3 separate regions of the Gossypium hirsutum genome follow, and regions 1 and 2 are each linked to region 3. The links are chromatin contacts, called in public Hi-C maps. All regions are on one chromosome and are shown on one strand. The core of a region is the stretch at or near the end of the contact, and the rest is flanking DNA. Distances in the headings are between cores, read along the strand shown.

Region 1 (3,384 bases), core at 821-3,320, 220 kb before region 3:
GACTAGTTAATTTACACACACTAGTTGATTCAAAGTGTCCCATTGGAAGGCTTGTAGTGCATCAATTTGTCAAGAAAAAAGAAAAGAAGGCAAGCCCTTTTCCCTTTTCCCCTTTGCACATGCACACACAGTCATTACAACAACATGTATATATATATATGAAACTAAAGAAACATATGAACAAAATGGAACCAACACTGCCATTCCATTCACTTGGAGTACCCTAGAACCCCAACAGTTACAAAGATGTTAAATTAAGAGCAAAGCTGAGTGGCAGACAAGACGTTTGCCGTGCTTGACCTGCTCCATTCTTAAGACCCCACAATTAGATTTGGTCCTCTATGGTTACCTAAAATGGATGCCGAAGAATTCAAATGGTTTTTTTTTTTAAAAAATATTTAAAAGATCATATTTTTATATTTATGTTTAAATATGTATTGTATATGAATACTTTAGACAATAGTAGGGTCTTAACAATTTTTATTACAGCATTTAGCATGTTATGATTAAATAGAAGCAGGATTAAACAATTGCTGTAGAACATATGTCCCATCCATCCTACGAGGTTATATTTTTAAACAAACAAGACAGAGCATAGTGAGGGAAATTCACTTAATTTCAAAGACAGAATAATACATACAACACTTTCACTGAAATGTTGCTGCTGCACCATCTCTCTCTCTCTCTCTCTCTCTCTCTCTCTCTCTCACCATTGGTGGCGAATGCACAAAAAAGTTTCTGGAACAGTGACGAAAACAAACAAATATATGTTAAGAGGAGCATGGGCAGTGGTTCTTAGTTTTTGCCATTATTTTCACATGCATATATGGGATTGGCAAAACAGAGTACTGTCAGCCTACACTCAAAGCAAAGTGTTTATCTTAGTGAATCGTTTCTATATATGATCATACAAGGTAAGATTGGTTATTAAGGATTTCTATGCATGAAAATTTTTAAGTCTTGTATACTTGCTTTTAATGTCACGCGTGATTTTCTACATTTTTGTTATTAAACAATGTATCTTTATAAATTTAAAATTATATATTTCTATGAACTCATGTGATGGTACGATGATTAAGGGTATTTGTTGAGCTAGTTGTGTTTGTTGTTCGAGTTTTACTTTATTATTATAATTCACAAAAAAATCAAATAAATAATAGATAAATAAAAAAAACGAATTTAACATTGCCTACTTCGCATTGTATAAACAACTTACGAGACAAAATTATGCTTGATACACATATTTCAACTATTCTTCCACCAAATGAACAAATTCTTTACATCAAAAGAAAAAGTGTCCCAACTCAGAATGTTATGGTTGCATGTGAATATCTCCAATTGATACACATATTTCAGCGGTGGATCCTGGGATTATGTTTTAGTAGAGTCTAGTAAAATTTTCAAAAATTTTAAGAGTTTAATGAGAAATTTTAAATATTTTAAGTAAATTTAATTAAAATTTAAAAAAAAATAAAAAGTATAATGAGAATTTTCAAGAATTTGGAGGAGAGGTAGCTAAAATTTTCATAATTTTCGAAAATTTTGCCTTTTTAAAACGTCTGTCTAATGATTTCATTGCTGGTAGTTTAATGAATTAACTTTAACTAGAAAATGTTATGATATATTATTTTGATAATATTTAAATTGCTTAAATGCATAAAATTGTTTTAAAGAATCATAGATTATTATATTAATATTATCTAATATATTATGTATATTCTTAAATTAAATTACTTAAATATTATTTAAATTAACTAATTTAATAGTAATTGTGTTGGTTTTGAAGTTTTAAAATTGTATTTATTGATAGAATTAGTATTAATTGTTATTATACGATTTTAATTTTTTTCTTGTTAACATTATGTTTAAAAGAATTATTTTAATTTTTAATCATAATTTTTGGCAACAATACAGAACACTTTCAATAAATCACATTTTCTTTTCAAAAACACTTTATTAATAATATCTTTTAAAAGTTAAGGAGAGTAGATTAAAAAAGCAAAGTAAGGTTAAAAAGGGGATGGTAGACTTGATTGAAATTGAATACTATACAGACGAAAGAAGTAATTCTCTAACCCATACATCATTTGGATGAGAAGAAGGGTTAGTTTCCAGGAAGTAGGTACCCAACTCTTCTTATATAAAGCTTTGGCCTCTCCTTTTAGCTTATGTCAAGTACCTACCTAATCTCCAAAAGCTTCCGCTTTCCTTCTCTTCAAATCCCTTTTTCATAGCCCAACAGAGAAGATAACAAGTATGGAGATTCCAAACAAAAAACAGAGAATTCAATTGATCACCACCTCTCATTTGGTGAAGCTACTCACCAGGATTTTTCTCCCATTTTCACTTCTTTCTGTTATATTATCCTACCCTTTTATGTGTAACTTCCAAGCTTTGGCATATGGTTTACAACTCCTTGGTTCCAGTGCAGGCAAGAATTACATGTTTCTGCTCTGCAATGGGCTGCTTGTTTTCATTGCCACCAGCTCGGGTTTGATCGGTAGTAGTTGTGTAGAGACTGATGTTCAAGCTGAAAAGGCTGTGAAGATCAGTAAATTAGAGGTTGAACCATCAGAACCAAAAGGGTCCAATTTAAATCCCAACGTTGTTGCAGAATTTGATCAAAGAGAAGAAGATGTGCCCTTGGTTGTAGAAAATGAAGGTGAAGAAGACAGATCAATGGAGGAGGATGAAGATGAAGAACTTGGATGGATGAGTAATGAAGAGCTAAACAAGAAATGTGAAGATTTTATTAGAAAGATGAAAGAAGGGATTCAATTTGAAGCTCGCCAAGTGATTATGGCTCAATAGCAGAATTTCTTGCAACTCGTTGCTTGCCTCTTGAAAGCTCCTAATTTTGACAATAATTTGGTTCCCAGTTATATTTTTTTCTCAGAAATTATTTCTGAGTTTCCTTCAAAATTTTGGTGTGTGTAAATTAAATACAGGGATGCAAATAATCATGGATTGGCATCTGATAATGGTAACCAAACTTTGCTGTTTGAAAATATAATTAAGTTTTTGGAGCATATTTTATATGTTAAAAGAGTTTAGTCAACCTAATTAATTAACAACCATAAAAGAATCTCCTAAGAAAATGCAAAATAATAAAATAATAATTAGCACTCAATCCTAATTAAAATAATCAATTAGTTTTCTTATTAATCACATTCATTCTTACAATAAATTGATAGACCAATTAAATTATGACATGTAATAACTTTTACCTCATAAAAATTATAAAAGAATATGAATATCAAAAGTAACTTATAACAACTATTATAATGTTATAAAAATTCTAATAAATTTTATAAAATTAATAAAACATATTTTAAAATATTTAATATTTTTATGAAAATCATAAAAATTATAAAAAAATTGATA
Region 2 (3,572 bases), core at 71-2,570, 150 kb before region 3:
ATGGTGGCTAACACAATTACCCACTTATTACCAACATGGCAAAGATTTAGAAAAGAAGCTTCAGAATACCTGTAAATCCGGAGCTCTGCCTGAATCGTTGTATTCCCATGGCAAGTTATTCTCACTACGGATATCTTCGTACCGCGTAGTGTTTTGCATTAACATATCATTTTGAGTTTGAGTTTGGATCATTTCAGCAGATCTTAGCCAGGGAAACATAGGGATCTAAACATACAAATTCAATACAGATGTTAGTGGTCTTTCTTTCAGTTAATATATATTGCATTTATATATTCCATATCATGAACAAGCACTTCAGATGTCAATTTCTGGGCATAGCAATGTAGTGGCACTAAATCTCTATAGAGGGTTTCTTTTCCCTTTGCTTTAGAGATAAGTCTAATCCAGTATCAAATTTAGATCTAATATCAATCTTTTTCATTAACAAAAAATCTAGTATTTTCCAAGGTAAGCATTTCATTCTAATAATTAAATCCAAATACAAATTCTCATATTCATGTTCCCAAACTTAAACTATATATATATATATATACATGCTTCACTGAATCAAGTCTGTCCTCATGTTATTCCACCCTTCAATTCAACCCTACCAAACAAGGAAGAGAAAAGAAGAATAAAGAACTAACCTGTGGAGGGAAAAGGAAAGGAGGCTGATAAGACTCATTAGGACTATGTGGAGGGGAGTGAAGCATTGGGTCTGAATTAAATTGCTCATTATCCACTTCATTTCCATTCTTCTTTGCTCCTGAACCTCCTTCACCATCATCTCTACCACTAACATTTCCCATTACTTTAAAAACAAGTAAGAAACACCTCAAATTAGTTAAATAGTCTCAACAATTTCTATTAAACCACAAAAACCCATCACTCCCCATGGAACCAAAAAAAACCCAGAAAAACCAAAAAAGCAGAACTGATCAAATATACTCGATGCTTTAGAAGGGGAGGGGGGTACTTTACTCACCCATGAGTGTAACTGGACTGCACAATCACAAGAAAGCAAGCAAAGGAACAAGTCAAGGGAAAGCACCATAATTTCTGCAACTTTACATTAATGTAATTTTCTTTATTAATTATTTATATGAGCATTTGATTGATTGATGGAGGTCTTAATGGGAAAGTGCTACTTGTCTACTCCATTTCTCTCACTCACTTCTGGATGAGTTGAAAAAAAAAAGAAAAAGCGGAAACAAGTGAATAATGAAAAGTGAAATTATTTATAATATTCTCCAATGAGTTTGGAAGAAAGATCCTTATAGTATAAATGGAGAAGTCATGGACCAACCAAGTCATGATGGTTGGCTCAAAAGAATGTTGTTTCTGCCTTTTGTCCACAATAACCCAACTGTTCCCCTATACACGTTGTGCCCTTCTTTACGGTTGATGCCTTGCGGGAATCATCTCCTGCCACGTCTCCTACATTCCCATTTCATATTTTATCTTTGTTTTTAATTACTCAACAATGCCTTCCTGTACACCTGTTCATAATTTGATTCTGGTCACGCCCCTCTAAACTTTTAATATCCTGCCACATCAATTTAATTTTTAAAAATTCATCAAATCATTTAATTAAATAAATTATTAAAAATTTATAAATATTAAAATACGATTCAATCAATTCATTTTGTAAGTCAACTGATCTAATTTCTTATTCCAAATTGATACCTTAATTAATTTTTAATTTAATCAATTCATTTGATTCTAAAATAATGATGTTTTCTTGTCAACTAATTATTAATGTAATAATAAATGGCTTCCATTGTTTAAATTTTTATTGGTATTAGTTCTTAATTTAATTCTAGACAATCCCTTCTTTTTATTTCAGATAAAAAAATATATATGGCATGTAAAAAAAATTAAAATTTTAAAATTTAAAGAAATATAAAAATTAAAAAATATAAAAAGTTATAATATTATAAAAATTATTTAAAAATTATAAATTTAAATGTTGTCCAAAGAAATACTACTCATTTATTAGCAAAGAAGCTCAACTCTCTTAAACGAGCATATACATCATTAAACAATACATTTTCTTCTTTCTCCTTTAAAGCACTACTCATTACCACTAGCACATTTGCTACATGGCGGGTGAATTGAGTTTAAATCACATATTGTACTAGTAATTCATATTGGAATACTCGTTGGGCAATGCCCCCACTAACATAGGAAAGGGTTTCGAACTATATAAACAATTCTTGTATTCTTTGTTCTTATTTTTTAGTTCTAGTTGTATCTTTAGTTGCAACTCCCAATACAATACTCAACACTATGAATTGTTATCAAAACTAGACACCTCACATGTCATGTAAGGATGTTACTTTTAAAATGCTCAAAAATGGAAGGTAGCTCAATTCCCAGATCCCCTATGTTAGATGACTTCAACTATGCCTACTGAAAAGAATGAATAAGAGTGTTTATTAAGTCTCTAGATGAGAAGGCATGGAAAGCTTATGGAGATGTTCTAGGTTGCTTTAATACTTAAGGTTGAGATGACATCATTTCTGACTTCTTTGATGCCTGTGAAGTATAAGGGTAAAGGTTGCTTTAATACTTAAGGTTGCTTCAATACTTAAGGCACTTAAGATCAAGCTTTCTGAAGAATTGCTTGTTTTTATGATTTTGGTATCGCTTCCTAGACTGTAACACTCGAACCCAGTCTAGGAATTTAGATTGGATCTCGGACGATACATTGATCACTGAAGAGATCTACGTAAAATTTTAGTTATCTAGTTAGAAAACACCCAGTTTATTTAAGTTATGTAAAACTTTTTAGTTATCAAATCCCATTATTCAACGCAAGGTATTTTAATTCAACCAATTTAATTCAAAACATTTCATACCATAGTGTTTAAAACAGAAATTACAATCTACAACCGTTTACATAAAACTCAGATTAAAAGAATTGATTATTAACCAGTTAAAGAAAAACGCGATGATTCTGAGACCTCCGACTTACTGAGTCCAACTGTAGAAAACGAAAGTGTACATAAAAGGGAAACACTAAGAGAGGATGAGCTACTTAAGCTCAGTGTGAGTCTGAAATAGAACTAAAAACAGGAATTTATAACGCAATCCAATAGAACAACAGATTTTTAGTTACTCTTAGTGTCAGGAAGCACACTTGGAACTAACGTTCCAACAGAACTTAACAAACATAGTATATCAAGTTCACTCAAATATTCAGCACAAATGATGTTCAGACAACAGAATATAATCAACATATCTTACAGTCAGAACTCATAGACAGATGCAAATAAAATGCAGTCAAATAAAAAAACAACCCATCCAGCCAACACACCTCTCCATCCCCCGATCACACCCCAAAAGAACTGTTAAAGCTCATCCAACCAAACACACCAATTAGGACCTCGAAAGGCCCATCCAAACCTACACACCAACATATGTGGATTAAGCCACTCAGATAATAATACGTAGTAGGGCTAGCGTATGCGGTAAATTGCTATACAGGCAAGTGGCAGTTAAATTGCCAGATCAGATAATAGTGCGCAGCAAAGCTAACGCATGTGCGATACAGTACGATAAATTGTTGT
Region 3 (3,661 bases), core at 532-3,031:
GGCTTACTCTTGTAGATACTTTAAGATACCAAAATAAAGGCTCGAACTATTATCTATATATAGTTTTTTTTCAACTAATATAATCTATACTATATATTAAGCCCTTAATTGAGTTGGTGTCACGAATCACCTCAATTAGAGAATGACTAAAATACCATTCATTTACAAAGTAAATTATATAAATTTGAGGGTGTTTTTTTATATATTTTTTATATAAAAAAGAACATATACATAATGATATTTGAACCTTATGGTTTTTAATATCTTTCTTTATCATTTCAACTAAAATTTCAATTATCTTTTATATTAATTTTTAAAAATATATTTGCTACATAATGAAATTTAAACCCAAGACATTATGGTTTTTTTAACATCTTTCTTTACGATTTCAATCAAAGCTTTAATTATTTTTTATATTAATTTTAAAAATATATTAATTACATAATTATTTTTTGTTCCGAGATTATGAGTGTACCAAAATCTAATTGTATTTATTTTAATGGTTTTCTAGTGTAAAGAAACTATATATTTAAAAGAAAAGGCCTAAAGATTAATCTAGTATATTTATGCCTTATTATCAATAAACATTTATAATTATTAAATAGTTTATTTTTTTTAACAATCAAACGAATTTATAATTAAAAAAATCATTTTTCTCAGCAAAACTTTCAATTTATTGAATATTTAAGAGACATGAGGATGGTTGCTGATATAAACAGACTGCCTAGGCCAGTTAGAGCAAAATGGAGGTTGGATGATGAATAAAAATGTGTCATTGTTTAACTTCATTTTCCGAGCCTTTACAAAGTGAAAAGCCATAATTATAAGCCCAGCATGAGGTTAAAAAGGAAAAGCGCAAAGCTCCTAATTCATATCATCATAATCATGATTTGAACAAGTGTAGGGCATACCGCAAGAACCCACGCACTTTCGATGAAACAAAACTAGAAAGACCTGCCAATATTTTACAATATAGTGTCATTTAGGGTGGAGCCGACGGCGTTGCAGTGCTTTAAGCGAGACACTAGGTGGTCCTGCTAAGCTTTTGTAGGGTACATACAGGCATTTCCTTCGCCATATATAGCCTTAAACCAAACTCTTCATTAATTTATCCGATGCAAATATTTTTAACTGTATCACCCAAAAACTTGGTTCAAACCATGTTATAACTTTTTTAATACATGATGCTTAACAAAATTGAAGTTGAAGACAAGTTCCCCAGAGCTTGAAACATTTCAAGAGTGTCAATGGCACAATTATATTTGAGCTTTTTCCGAAGACTGTTCTTATTTTAATATGCTACTTGTTTGATCACCTCTTTTATGAGAATGAATGAATAACGCATTTGCTTTTAAAAGAAAAACAAAAGCAGGAGAAGATATTTGAAAGACTATAAGGCTAATGTTTAGTTTGTTTCAATATTATATAGTTTCTTGGTATATATTTATAAGTGGGAAGTAGCTTTTCTCTTTTTTTCTTTCTCTTGGTATTTGGCAAATGGCTTGGAAAGAACCTTTTTTGCCCTACTAATTAAAGAAATTAGGGAAAAGAAAATGAAAAAAAAAAGGATTTCTTTTACTCATTTGCGTATAAATAATTTTATTATTTCAGCTACTCAAAGGAGCACTACAATTTGTCTGTGCAAATGGCAGACTTTGCCCTAAATCAAACACAACAGTAACAGTAGTAGTTAGCTAGTACTAATAAACAAAATAAAACTTTCAATAGGGGATAGTGGGAATCCTTTTGATTTTGACTCAAACTGATCTGCTTGTTGTAATCCAGATTACATTTCAAGTACTTTGAACAGTTGAAGTTGTCAAATATACAGTGAATATTATTCATTCTTCCTTTTATTTGCCTAGAGGGTCATTAAAGGTCCTCCTAAGCCCTAATTCAACTTTTCTTCTCCCTGATCTCTCTAGCCTTTTGATGAAGATTTTAACTGCAGTCTTGCAAATAAGTATGGATTCTTTATTAATTACTAATAGTTTTTTTTTTAATAATTGCATATAAAGTTTTGATGTCAAAACTTGTTACTGTTAAAGTTTCAAAGGAAGAATCAACTGTCTTTTTTATTTCTTCTTCTAAGAGATTTTTAGATAAAGCATTCATAAGAAAAAGCTGTCTCTTAATGCGATTGGTGGTTCAAAGTTGAGGAATGCATTAATGGTGTTTCTTTTGTTTTTTCACTGTTGTAGTGAAGCTTCTGGTTTGGGTGTTCTGGTTTTAGATAATAGGGTTCTTGACTCTTGGGGTTGGCAGAAGAGAAATATTATAATAATACTCTTTGTTTTCACAACCCCCTGAAATTGGAGGGAAAGTGCCATGTGGTGAGTTCAGATGTCTGCACATGGCTTCTCTCATTTCCAAGCTTTGAGACTGTAAATCAAATTATCAATACAGGGAAAACAAAGGGTTTTGTGGTTTCCAAGAGAATCAGTTGCAGTAGGGAAGGTCACCTGATTTGTGTGTTTAATATATATAGTAAAGCAATTGGGACGCTTTTGGGAATTGGTGATGAGTGAAGTGTGAATGAGAGAAACAGCCTAGAAATTTAGTCTTATTTTGCACAGTCCAAATTATGTAATCCAATAACATTTTTTTTTTATATTCAACTTGCATATGCTTCCTCTTTTGCAAACCACTCCCTCTTTCCCTTGAGCAGATTGAGATTACAGGCAAAACTGGCTACCTGGTTTTCCTTCTTTCCCTTTTGGGTACTACTATTTAGATGAACTGCTGATTCATACATTATCTCCTACTAAAACCCCTTCTTATTTTCCTGGCTTTTTTTTTATCTATGAAACCCCTTCCTTATTTTGGATATGTGTCTTCTTGCTTCTGCATATGTCCTTTATTCTGAAAATCTAGAACTAAGTTTACAAGTTCATCCATATATGCTCTTCTCTGATCCCACAGCCTGAAACCTTGCTGTTTTCTTTTTCCTTGTATAGTTAACCTTAGTGATATATAAGAGCCTTTTTTTTTCTAGTCCATGGAGTTGGGACATGATCAAATGGGTCCTTGTTTGTTTCTCCTCAAAAACCCAGTGTCATGGGTTGTTGTTCTTGCCCCACTGGTAACATCTGCTAGTTTTTTGATCTTTGGGTCCTTATCCATCTTCTTCACATCTACAGTCTTGATCTTGTCAACTGTTGTCTTCATATTATCTAAGAGTAAACTGAAGTTGGTGGTGGAATCAGTAGAAGATATTCATAAATCTGTTGAGGAAAGCTCACCTCAAATACAGCCTGAAGGTGAACTTAATAAGCAAAACTCAGAAGATCAGGAAGGTGCTTCATATGATCATCAGATCCATGACTGCATAGCCAAATCACCAGATGTCCTGTCTGAAAACGAATGCGTTAATGATGATCAGTTGTCAACCACTGAAGATTCCGAAGTGGACTGGTCGTTCCGGGATAACAGGGATGGAACCCCAGATTGGTCGGACGACGAGGATAGTCTCATTGAAATCTCCCTTCCAGGAGGACAATACCAGCCAAACAATAAGTATGGTAGTATGCAGCAGAAATTGCCGGAATTCATGCCGGAATCTATTTTCCAGCAACGGAGTTTAATGGAGCTTTTAGCAGAGTTGAACGACATGAATGAGGAGGAAAACCTGATAGAGATTGACATATCCATGGGCTCCATC

The links. Hi-C and Micro-C count contacts between places; a contact is called where the count stands out from the background.
Region 1: a contact with region 3 is called in a Hi-C map of leaf, with 2.8 times the contacts expected there. The contact joins the promoter of LOC107954942 here to the promoter of LOC107951825 in region 3. A contact is called at or near these places in 2 of 34 Hi-C or Micro-C datasets (both in leaf).
Region 2: a Hi-C map of leaf shows a contact between it and region 3, with 3 times the contacts expected there. The contact joins the promoter of LOC107890445 here to the promoter of LOC107951825 in region 3. A contact is called at or near these places in 7 of 34 Hi-C or Micro-C datasets (callus, hypocotyl, leaf and 1 more).

What each region holds. Positions count from the first base shown.
Region 1 is chrA07:91,245,931-91,249,314 of Gossypium_hirsutum_v2.1, forward strand. It overlaps LOC107954942, which reads left to right and starts at 2,071. Exons shown (of 1, transcript XM_016890636.2): 1 at 2,071-3,029. The coding sequence starts at 2,257. The coding sequence ends at 2,811.
Region 2 is chrA07:91,316,059-91,319,630 of Gossypium_hirsutum_v2.1, forward strand. It overlaps LOC107890445 (SNF1-related protein kinase regulatory subunit beta-2), which reads right to left and starts at 1,321. Exons shown (of 6, transcript XM_016814862.2): 1 at 986-1,321; 2 at 648-811; 3 at 70-225. The coding sequence starts at 989.
Region 3 is chrA07:91,465,595-91,469,255 of Gossypium_hirsutum_v2.1, forward strand. LOC107951825 reads left to right here and starts at 1,782. Exons shown (of 1, transcript XM_016886969.2): 1 at 1,782-3,661. The coding sequence starts at 2,999.